2 separate regions of the Sus scrofa genome follow, and region 1 is linked to region 2. The links are chromatin contacts, called in public promoter capture Hi-C maps. All regions are on one chromosome and are shown on one strand. The core of a region is the stretch at or near the end of the contact, and the rest is flanking DNA. Distances in the headings are between cores, read along the strand shown.

Evidence for each region. Promoter capture Hi-C pulls out the DNA fragments that hold promoters and counts their contacts.
Region 1: a contact with region 2 is called in a promoter capture Hi-C map of fetal liver, with 2.3 times the contacts expected there. The contact joins the promoter of LOC100511376 here to the promoter of STARD7 in region 2. A contact is called at or near these places in 1 of 5 promoter capture datasets (fetal liver) and 1 of 2 datasets of contacts at active chromatin or transcription factors (alveolar macrophages).

Annotation. Positions count from the first base shown.
Region 1 is chr3:47,598,808-47,603,439 of Sscrofa11.1, forward strand. It overlaps LOC100511376 (E3 SUMO-protein ligase RanBP2), which reads right to left and starts at 2,521. Exons shown (of 30, transcript XM_021087106.1): 1 at 2,342-2,521. The coding sequence starts at 2,413.
Region 2 is chr3:46,991,374-46,996,238 of Sscrofa11.1, forward strand. STARD7 (stAR-related lipid transfer protein 7, mitochondrial) reads left to right here and starts at 1,335. Exons shown (of 8, transcript XM_003124844.6): 1 at 1,335-2,111. The coding sequence starts at 1,789. All of the region lies in intron 4 of TMEM127 (transmembrane protein 127), which reads left to right.

The sequences.
Region 1 (4,632 bases), core at 1,271-3,770, 610 kb after region 2:
AAATGTAACCGGGGGTTAGTTAGGGAGAAGAGGAACCTAGGGAGTTATCACTCAAGAGTTACAAAGTTTCTGTTTGTGGTGATGAAAAATTTTGGAAATAGTAGTGAAAGTGGCACATTACCTGTGCAATTAACACTACCGAATTACACACGTAAAAGTAGTTAAAATGGGCAAATTTTGTTACACCTGGTTTACCATAATTTAAAACATCAACAATATAATGTACCAAAACTCATTACACTGTACTTTTTTTTTTTTCTTTTTAGGGCCGCACCTGAGGCATACGGAGATTCCCAGGCTAGGGGTTGAATCAGAGCTGTAGCCTCTGGCCTACAACAGAGCCACAGCAATGCCAGATCCAAGCCATGTCTGCAACCTACACCACAGCTCCCAGCAACACCAGATCCTTAACCCACTGAGAGAGGCCAGGGATCAAACCCGCAACCTCGTGGTTCCTAGCCGGATTCGTTTCCGCTGCACCATGATGGGAACTCCTAAACTGTACATTTTGAATGATGAGTTGTATGGCATGTAAATTACTCCTCAATAAAGCTGATGAAAATATACTTTAATTTTAGGAGTTCCCATGTGGCTCAGTGATAACAAATCCAACTAGTATCCATGAGGATGTGGGTTTGAACTCTGGCCCTGCTCAGTGGGTTAAGGATCAGTCATTGCTGTGAGCTGCAGGGTAGTGAGCTGCGGTGTAGGTCGAAGATGCGGCTTGGATCCTGCTTGGCTGTGGTGTAGCCCAGCAGCTGCAGCTCTGATTCAACCCCTAGCCTGGGAACTTCCATGTGCCACAGGTGTGGCCCTAAAAATGAAACAAAACAAAAAATATATGTATGTTCTAATTTTATGTCAAAACAGTGACATACACCTAAGAAATAATTCCACATAATGTTATTATGACAGTATTTACTGTACAGCCTTAATAGTATGTACTCGAACTACAGACAGTCTTAACCTTCATTCAGGAATCTTAAACACCCGAGAAAAACAGGTCAAGAAGGATAGAACTGTAGTTAGCAAGAAACGATTTTAAAAAGCAAAGAACCATGAGGTTGAGGGTTTGATCCCTGGCCTTACTCAATGGGTTGAGGATCTGGAGTTGCCGGGAGCTGTGGTGTAGGTCGCAGACGTGGTGGGATTTGGCGTTGCTGTGGCTCTGGCTAGGCTGGCAGGTACAGCTCCGATTGGACCCTAGCTTGGGAACCTCCATATGCCGCAGATGCGGCCCTAAAAAGACTAAATAAATAAAAAGCAAAAAGAGGAATACACCAGAATTGAATATACAGAGCCTTTCTTCCCCAACCCACAAATTCATACTTTTTTTTTTTAAATGAGCTGCGGTATAGTGAGCTGCGGTGTGGGTTGCAGATGTGGCTTGGATCCTGCGTTGATCCTCGCGGCATGCGCGAGTTCCTGGGCTAGAGACTGACCCTGAACCACAGCAGTGACACCAGATCCTTAACCACTAGGCTACCAGGGACCTCCCACGAATTCATAATTTGAAAGACAGAGGAAGTTTATGACAACAGCAATACACAACTGTCAAGATGGCACTAAAAAAAAAAAAAAAAAAACACCTTTCTTTTCCATTTTTATGTATTTATTTATTTATTTTTAAGAGCCAGGCCCGCAGCATATGGAAGTTCCCCTACCCGGAACACCTTAAATGACTGTACTTTAACACCCATATCTACTGCGAGCACTTAATGCGCTAAACACTTCCGTTAATGTTTAACACGGGACATACTAAAAACTCCTATCAGTAGCCTGATTCCGCCCTATTAACGAAATAAACAGAACTTGCTTCAAATCCCACAGCCTGTGTCCAGCATAGCTATGACTCCACCCCAGGGAAGTGACTCGGGATCCTGCGCCCACCCCCTACTCGCCGTCCCCGTCCCCGTCCCCTCTAGGCACCACGTCCGGTCGGATCCACGATGTGGCCAACTCCCTACGTGGGAACAAGGGGAAGTACCCTAAGAGACATCTACGTCTACCCCAGCAATAAGGCCCGGGAAGGAACTCAGAACCCCCGCGACCCAGCGGGAAAACGAAAGTCGGCAAAAGCAGCTTCCAATGCAGAGTGTGAGGGATGGCGAGGCGGCCGCGCCGAAGCGGCAGCGCCTCGGCGTGGAGCCCGGGCAGTGGGCACAGCGGGGCCGGCCGGGCGCCGTAGAGGACGAAGAGGAAGAGAAGGAGAAGGAAAAGCAGAAGGGAGCGCCGCGCCAACGCCCGCCCGCCGCCTCCCCGCCCCCCGCGCGCCGGCCGCGCCTCAGTGGGAGCCATGGCGCCGCGGCCCGCCCGGAGGCCGCGCGCCCATCCCGCTCACCTCTCGGGGCGACGGAGCGGAGCCCTGCACTGAGGCGATGTACCGCTCCACGTCCGCCTTGCTACGCCGCATCGCGCCGCCGAGCGGGGTCCGCGCGAGGGACGCCAGCGCCGAGGCCGCAGCTGCCGCCGTCTCAGGAGCTCGGCGCCCGAAGGTCCGTGACGCAGCTCCGTAGCCGGCGAGGGGCAGACACGCGTGCGTGCATGCGTGCGTACGTGCGTGTTGCGTCATCACTGTGCGCCGCGCAGGCCCTCGGGCGCCGGCGTTCGGTGGTGACTATGCTAGCGAGGTGCGCGGGAATGCGAAGGTGACGTAGTGACAACGAGGCGACGGGGACTGGTCCAACCCACGGACGTTCCTAACAGTCACACCTCGGCGCCAGTCGTAGGCGTTTAGAAAGCGTCTTCCGGAGCTCCTGTTGTGCTTCCATAGAAAAGAGCCCGACCAATATTCATGAGGGCTCCGGTTCGATCCCTGCCCTAGCTCAATGGTACAAGGATGCCGCGTTGCTGTGGCCATGGTGTAGGCGGGCAGCTACAGCTCTGATTCAGCACCTATCCTGGGAATTTCAGTATTCCTTGGGTGTAGCCTTACAAAGCAAAAATAAGGTGTTTTCAGTAGGTTTCAGATTTCAGCAGATCACATCAGTGTATACAGGGAGTTTAGAATTTATAGTTATGGTTTATTTTTATTTTTTGCTTATAGACTTTATGGTTTTATCCAACACTTAAAAGTCGCCTGGCCACTTAGAATCTATCCTTTTTTATTTTTCCATTTTCCAAACTTCCTTCTTTTTTTTTTTTTTTTTTTTTTTGGCTTTTTATGGGCCTCACCTGCGGCGTATGGAACTTCCCAGGCCAGGGGTCAAATCCGAGCTCCAGCTGCCAGCCTACACCACAGCTCAGGCAACACCCACAGAGCAGGGCCAGGGATCTAACCGGAGCCCTCATGGTATTTGTGATACTAGCCAGATTTGTTACTGCTGGGCCACAATGGGAACTCCCATTTTCCAAACTTGGCAATGACCAATTACTGCCTCTGTAAAGAGGGAAAATCAGCCCGTCCTATTTCATTTCAGTCATTTTGGATATGAATAAGAGTACTAAGGCAGGAATGATTCTGTAAACAAGCCACTGTTAGTGGGTGAACTTTAGTGGTCCTGCTCAGCCTCAGGTCAGCATTGCAGTGGGCCTTTCCCCCAAGCAAGGGACCATTGGTGAGTGACCACTGGCCTCTCCCCCTCCCCTTTCTCTGTACAAAAGGAACCTGAATTCAGAGAAAGGCAAGATGGTTTTTTTGAGACACTAGTCTGCCGGCTTTCCAATTAAAGTCATTATTCCTGGCCTCAGTATCCCGATGTACTGGCCTGTTGAGCTGTAAGCAGAGGGAACTGGGTTCAGGATCAATTGTGAGGTTGCTACTGGGATTGGCATAATTAACGGAAGTACAGTGTAAAGAAAACTGGTCCTGGATGGAATATCTCACTTTAGGTGTTGATTTATTTCACCTGAGTTTCCATTTGTGTATTCAAGTGGAGATGCCCAGCCTGCAGGTGAAGTCGTAGGACTGGGTTCTGTGGCAACTTGGCTGTCATAAGCCTTGTGGACAGTGTTGGTGATAATAGCCAAAGCTTACTTGCAAGTGAATTTCATTTGATTCTCCCAGCAATTTCGTGAAGTTACTCTTATTATTGTGCATAAATTGACCTATAAAGAAACAAAGGGCGTGAATGGTCAAGCAATTTTCCCAAGCACACCTAGTAAAATGACTACTTTTAATCTGCTGTAGTTGAAGATACAGAAAAGAAGTAGGCTGAAGAGAAAATCTTGACGTTCTCAAAAGGCTTTCCTTGGAGTTTCCGTCATGGCACAGGGGAAACGAATGTGACTAGGAACCATGAGATTGCAAGTTCGATCCCTGGCCTTGCTCAGTGGGTTAAGGATCCTGCGTTGTGTGGCTGTGATGTGGTCCAGCAGCTGCAGCTCCAATTCAACCCCTAGCCTGGGAACCTCCACATGCCATGGGTGTGGCCTAAAAAGAGAAAAAAAAAAAAAAAAGGCTTTCCTTAAGTACATTTATTATGCTTTGAAACCTTGGTTTTTGCCAAATGGGGGGATGAGTCTCTTCTGCTGGGCTTTAAAAATGAACATTCTTCTCCAGGAAGATGTCCCTTCTTTTCTCAGCATGGACCAGTTCCATCCAAACTTATTCTCACAAGCAATTCCTCTGAATCACACAGCTAACTAATGTTCTTTGCAAGTTGTCAGATGCCACTTTAATGCCTCAATCAC
Region 2 (4,865 bases), core at 85-2,584:
TGCCGCGGGAGCGGCCCAAGAAATAGCAAAAAGACAAAAAAAAGAAAAAGAACACACAAAATTGCTCAAAAAGGTACTTTAAGAGTAAAACTTCTAATTGCACTGCCTTGGAGTGAGCAGTCTTTCACACGAAGATATCTTTTTACAGTATTTTGTTTGTCAATAAGGTACTTAATATAAGCTTTAAGACATTAAGGAAACAGTCTCTTGTAAGGCCTTGCTATTTTTAGACATCCAGCCATTTCGTTTTAGTGAGGTTGGGCATAGAATAGCAATTTATTTATTTATTTTTGTCTTTTTGTCTTTTGTTGTTGTTGCTATTTCTTGGGCCGCTCCCGCGGCATATGGAGGCTAGGGGTTGAATCGGAGCTGTAGCCACCGGCCTACGCCAGAGCCACAGCAACGGGGGATCCGAGCCGCGTCTGCAACCTACACCACCACAGCTCACGGTGGACTCACTCACTCACTCAACGCCAGATCGTTAACCCACTGAGCAAGGGCAGGGACCGAACCCGCAACCTCATGGTTCCTAGTCGGATTCGTTAACCACTGCGCCACGACGGGAACTCCTAGAATAGCAATTTAATGCCCATAAGATCTTTTAGCCAGGTTGTTCATGGGTGGTGCAAAATAGGTTTTAGGCCACCTTTGTTGGGTCAAAGAGGGACACTTGACCAGGAGCATCTGCCCCACTTAACTCCATTCTGCTGCCCTTTATCAAAGGGCTACTGCATTTCCAGACTGCGACGGGCCACCTGCCCACGCAGCAATCTGGAAAGTGTTCTGGGTTCCCAGCATGTCACACTGGCCCACTCTCGCGTCGAGGGTTCATAGAGGGACGACTGAGTGCTCAGACTCAGACTCTGGGAGGCGGTCTCGGGGGTTCGGTCAGGTCGGGAAGAGCAGCGGGGGAGGCCCAGGAAAGGTCTCCATTCACCAAAGGCGTCTACGCCGTCCCGCTCCCGGCTTCCTAACCTGGACACCCCAATGGCCCCGCAGAGGCAATGCAGAGACCCGACCCCACCCTGGACTCAAATCAGTGAACGAGACGGTGGCTTCGGGCCGCCCAGAACAGCGGAACTAGCACCGCGCAGGGTAGTAACAGGAACCTGGCCGCGCCCCCTCGGGGGGCGGGGTCGGGTGGACAGAAGATGGCGGCGGCGGGGTCCGATGGTCAATCTCTGAGGCGCCCTTGACTAGCTCTTGCCACCGCGCCACCTACCTTGCTAGTGAGGGGTCCCGGCGCGCCCCGCGAAGGGGTGGGAAGGGGAGGTGACGAGCACTTGACTCCGCCAATCAGCACCGAGAGTCTGGGCCGCGCCCAATCAGGGCCGGGCGGTGGAGCCCGGAGAAGGTTGCAGGCTGGGGGTGCATGTGGCTGACGCGGAATGCGCGAGACCTCGCCGCCAGCCTCGCTGCTTCCCGCGCGCCTTGCACCGCGGCCTCTGGCGCCAGCCTGAAGACGCCGAGGTGGTAGGGGGCCCACAGAACTGAACTGCCGTCGCCCACCCGGGCACCAGCCCGAACTCCGGAGCGCCTCCTGCCACGGTCGCGGGCCCGCCCCCGCGGCTGGTGCGCTGACCTACTCCTCAGCGGTTTCTGCCGAGAGAGATGAACGACCTGTTAGACCGTGAGACGAGCTCGGGGCCGGCCAGTTAGGGGAACTTGGCGGAAGGTCGCTCTGCGCCCTCCCAGGCTCGTTCTTTTGCTCTGCGAGCGAGACTTCGCCTGCCTCCGGGCGCGAGGCAAGCGCAGAGGGTACAGGGGCCTGCGGGGCGCGCGGTCGGCATGTTTCCGAGGAGGCCGCCGGCCAGCCTGGCCGCCTGGCTGGTGGGCGCGGCGGCGGCCGGGCGCGCGGGGGCGCGGGGCGGGGGCCTGCTCTCCCTGCTGGCCAATCAGTGCAGCTTCGTGACGGGCCTGCGCGTGCGGCGGGCGCAGCAGATCGCGCAGCTCTACGGCCGCCTGTACTCGGAGAGCTCGCGCCGCGTCCTTCTCGGCCGCCTCTGGCGCCGGCTGCGGGGGCGCCCGGGCCATGCCTCTGCCTTGATGGCGGCGCTCGCCGGCGTGTTCGTGTGGGACGAGGAGAGGATCCAGGAGGAGGAGTTGCAGAGGTGGGCTCAGTGGCGAGGTCGTGCCTTTCCCTGGGGCGGGGCCGGTCAGGTTGGGAGGTGGGGACATTAGACCGTGGGGCCTGCCTTACCGGTTCTCCCGTGGACCCGGTGGTACTGGAAGTGACGATGCAAGTAGCTTGCTCCTATTGTAGCCGGCCTTGTTTCTTTATTGCTATGTGTTAATTTGATTTGTCGAGTTGGAAATCACGAAGTGTAAGGCGTAGTGGAAGAGGGAGACTTGGGGAAGCAAGACACTAAAATAACATTGTGAAAAATTGGTATGGAAGACATGTAGGCTACTGTTCACGAGATCTTTAACACATCTGGAAAAATGCAAATTCCAAGCAGGTTTTAATTTTGACCTAAGTGTAATAATAATTATGCAGTTTACAAATTTACTTCATTCTAAGTGAATTTCGTGAGGAAGGCTAGGAGAGCTCTTTTGTCATTGTGACTCATGTCAGAGTTATGATGCTGGAATCGATTTGGCCCTCCCCGAACGTACCTGTAGCCCAGACATTTTAACCTGGAAGAACTAGGTCAGTTTATTTGCTACTTCCAGTAGAACTCTGGGAGTACTGTTTCATTAGGCTCTGAAATCACACTGTCATCATCAAAACCTCTGAAAAGTGCAGAACCATTGATCGAATGTATTAATCGGTCATTCTGAACTGAACCTTTACAATTTTCACATAATATCATAGGGAGACCTGGCTTCGGATCTTGCTTGTCACTGTACTTTCTAACAGATATTCTTAAACTGTGCTTTTTCTATACACACACACACAAACACACACACACACCCTGCCCCCTAAACTCTGAAACTGTGATTTCAAGACCTTTCCATGCAAATCTGTTTATTCCAGCTATTTCTTCTGTTAATTCCACATTTTTGGTTAGACTAAAAGTGGAAATACTTCAGTAAAAATAGCACTGTGATCTGTTTGGAGGTGTAGCACTCAGATGCCAAGCAGCTGTTTGTGCAACACTGTTGAGTTGTAGGTAAATGCAAGTGTATCTCAAGAGCTAATGATACTTTTCCTAGCAGGAAAGATGACTGTTTTGTAAATGCAGTTTAAAATTGTAACCAGGGAATTCCAGTTGTGGCTCAGTGGCTAACGAATCTGACTCGAAACCATGGGGTTGCAGGTTCAATCACTGGGTTAAGGATCCGGCGTTGCCGTGAGCTGTGGTGTAGGTCGAAGATGTGGCTCAGATCCCGAGATGCTGTGGCTGTGGCGTAAGCCAGTGGCTACAGCTCTGATTAGACCCCCAGCCTGGGAACTTCCATATACCGCTGGTGCGGCCCTAGAAAAGACAAAATAAATAAATAAATAAAAATAAAATAGGAACTACAAACAGCCAAGCTAACAAAGCATGATAGGTGGGTTGCCTAGTTTCTGTTAGTGGTCTTTTGCTAGTTCATTTGGTCTAAAGGTGTTCTCAGGTGTGAGAAATAAAAGGATTTATGGGAAGGGAACTTTTTTGTGTGTGTGGTTTTTTTTTTTGCTATTTCTTTGGGCCGCTCCTGCGGCATATGGAGGTTCCCAGGCTAGGGGTCGAATCGGAGCTGAAGCTGCCAGCCTAGCCAGAGCCACAGCAACGCAGGATCCGAGCCACGTCTGCAACCTACACCACAGCTCACGGCAACACCAGATCCTTAACCCACTGAACAAGGGCAGGGACCGAACCCGCAACCTCATGGTTCCTAGTCGGATTCATTAACCACTGCGCCACGACGGGAACTCCGTGAAGGGAACTTTTAAATTGAGAAATTACCGGTTATTTGTTTGAATTTTCATTCTGTTTTTGACGGTGAAATACTCACACTCCATAATTGAAGCTTGAGGGGAAAATTCCCAGTTGGAGCTGTTTGGGAAAGAGGAGAAAGACTAGGAAAGGGTTCCTAGGTGCAAAACAGGGCGGATGTTTTGGGGGTAGGGGTTGAATAGTGTTGGGGCCGAGGTGGTAGATGCCATTCCTCTTCTTACTTAATGTATTTTTATGGAAGATGTGTCCTAGGGCCTCTGTTTAGTAGTAGGTCTCCCATTTGCAGGAACTGGAGGGGGAAAACAAGATAGGAGACAGATGTGGTAAACATTTGAGTCAGTAGTCACTACCGACAGTGGCAGAAAGAAATCAGACAGTTGAAATACTCTTGATTCTAATCCAACTACTGAAGCGGTGTTGTGCATTAACCCGCTTGGGAATTTCAGAAGCTTAGACACAGGCCTGTAAGAACACTTAAGGTGCCCTTTTTGCCCCTCTCAGAGCTGTTCAGTGAAGGCTCTCATTTAACACTCTGTGTCCAGTTATACTTGAATTCAGTCATACACTTAAAATTTGATCAAGTTGTCCATTTTTTAGTGTTACCTTGATAGGGAGGCAAATAATAGGCCGTTCAACTGTGTTTTGGTTGTGCAGTGATTTCTTAAGCCTTTGTTTCATAGCTTGTTATATATATATATTTTTAGGGCTGCAACTTTGGCATACAGAAGTTCCCAGGCTAGGGAGCTTCAGCTGCCAGCCTACGCCACAGCAACTTGGGATCCAAGTGAGTCTCAGGTTATGACAACACTGGATCCTTAACCCACTGATGGAGGCCAGGGATCCAGCCGGCATCCTCATGGATACTAGTTGGGTTCTTAACCCGCTGAGCCACAATGGGAACTCCAAAGCTTATATTTTATTGAATAAAATATTCCGGGTACGGGTTACCTTTTTTTTTGGCTTGGTGTTTGCTTGCTTGCTTGA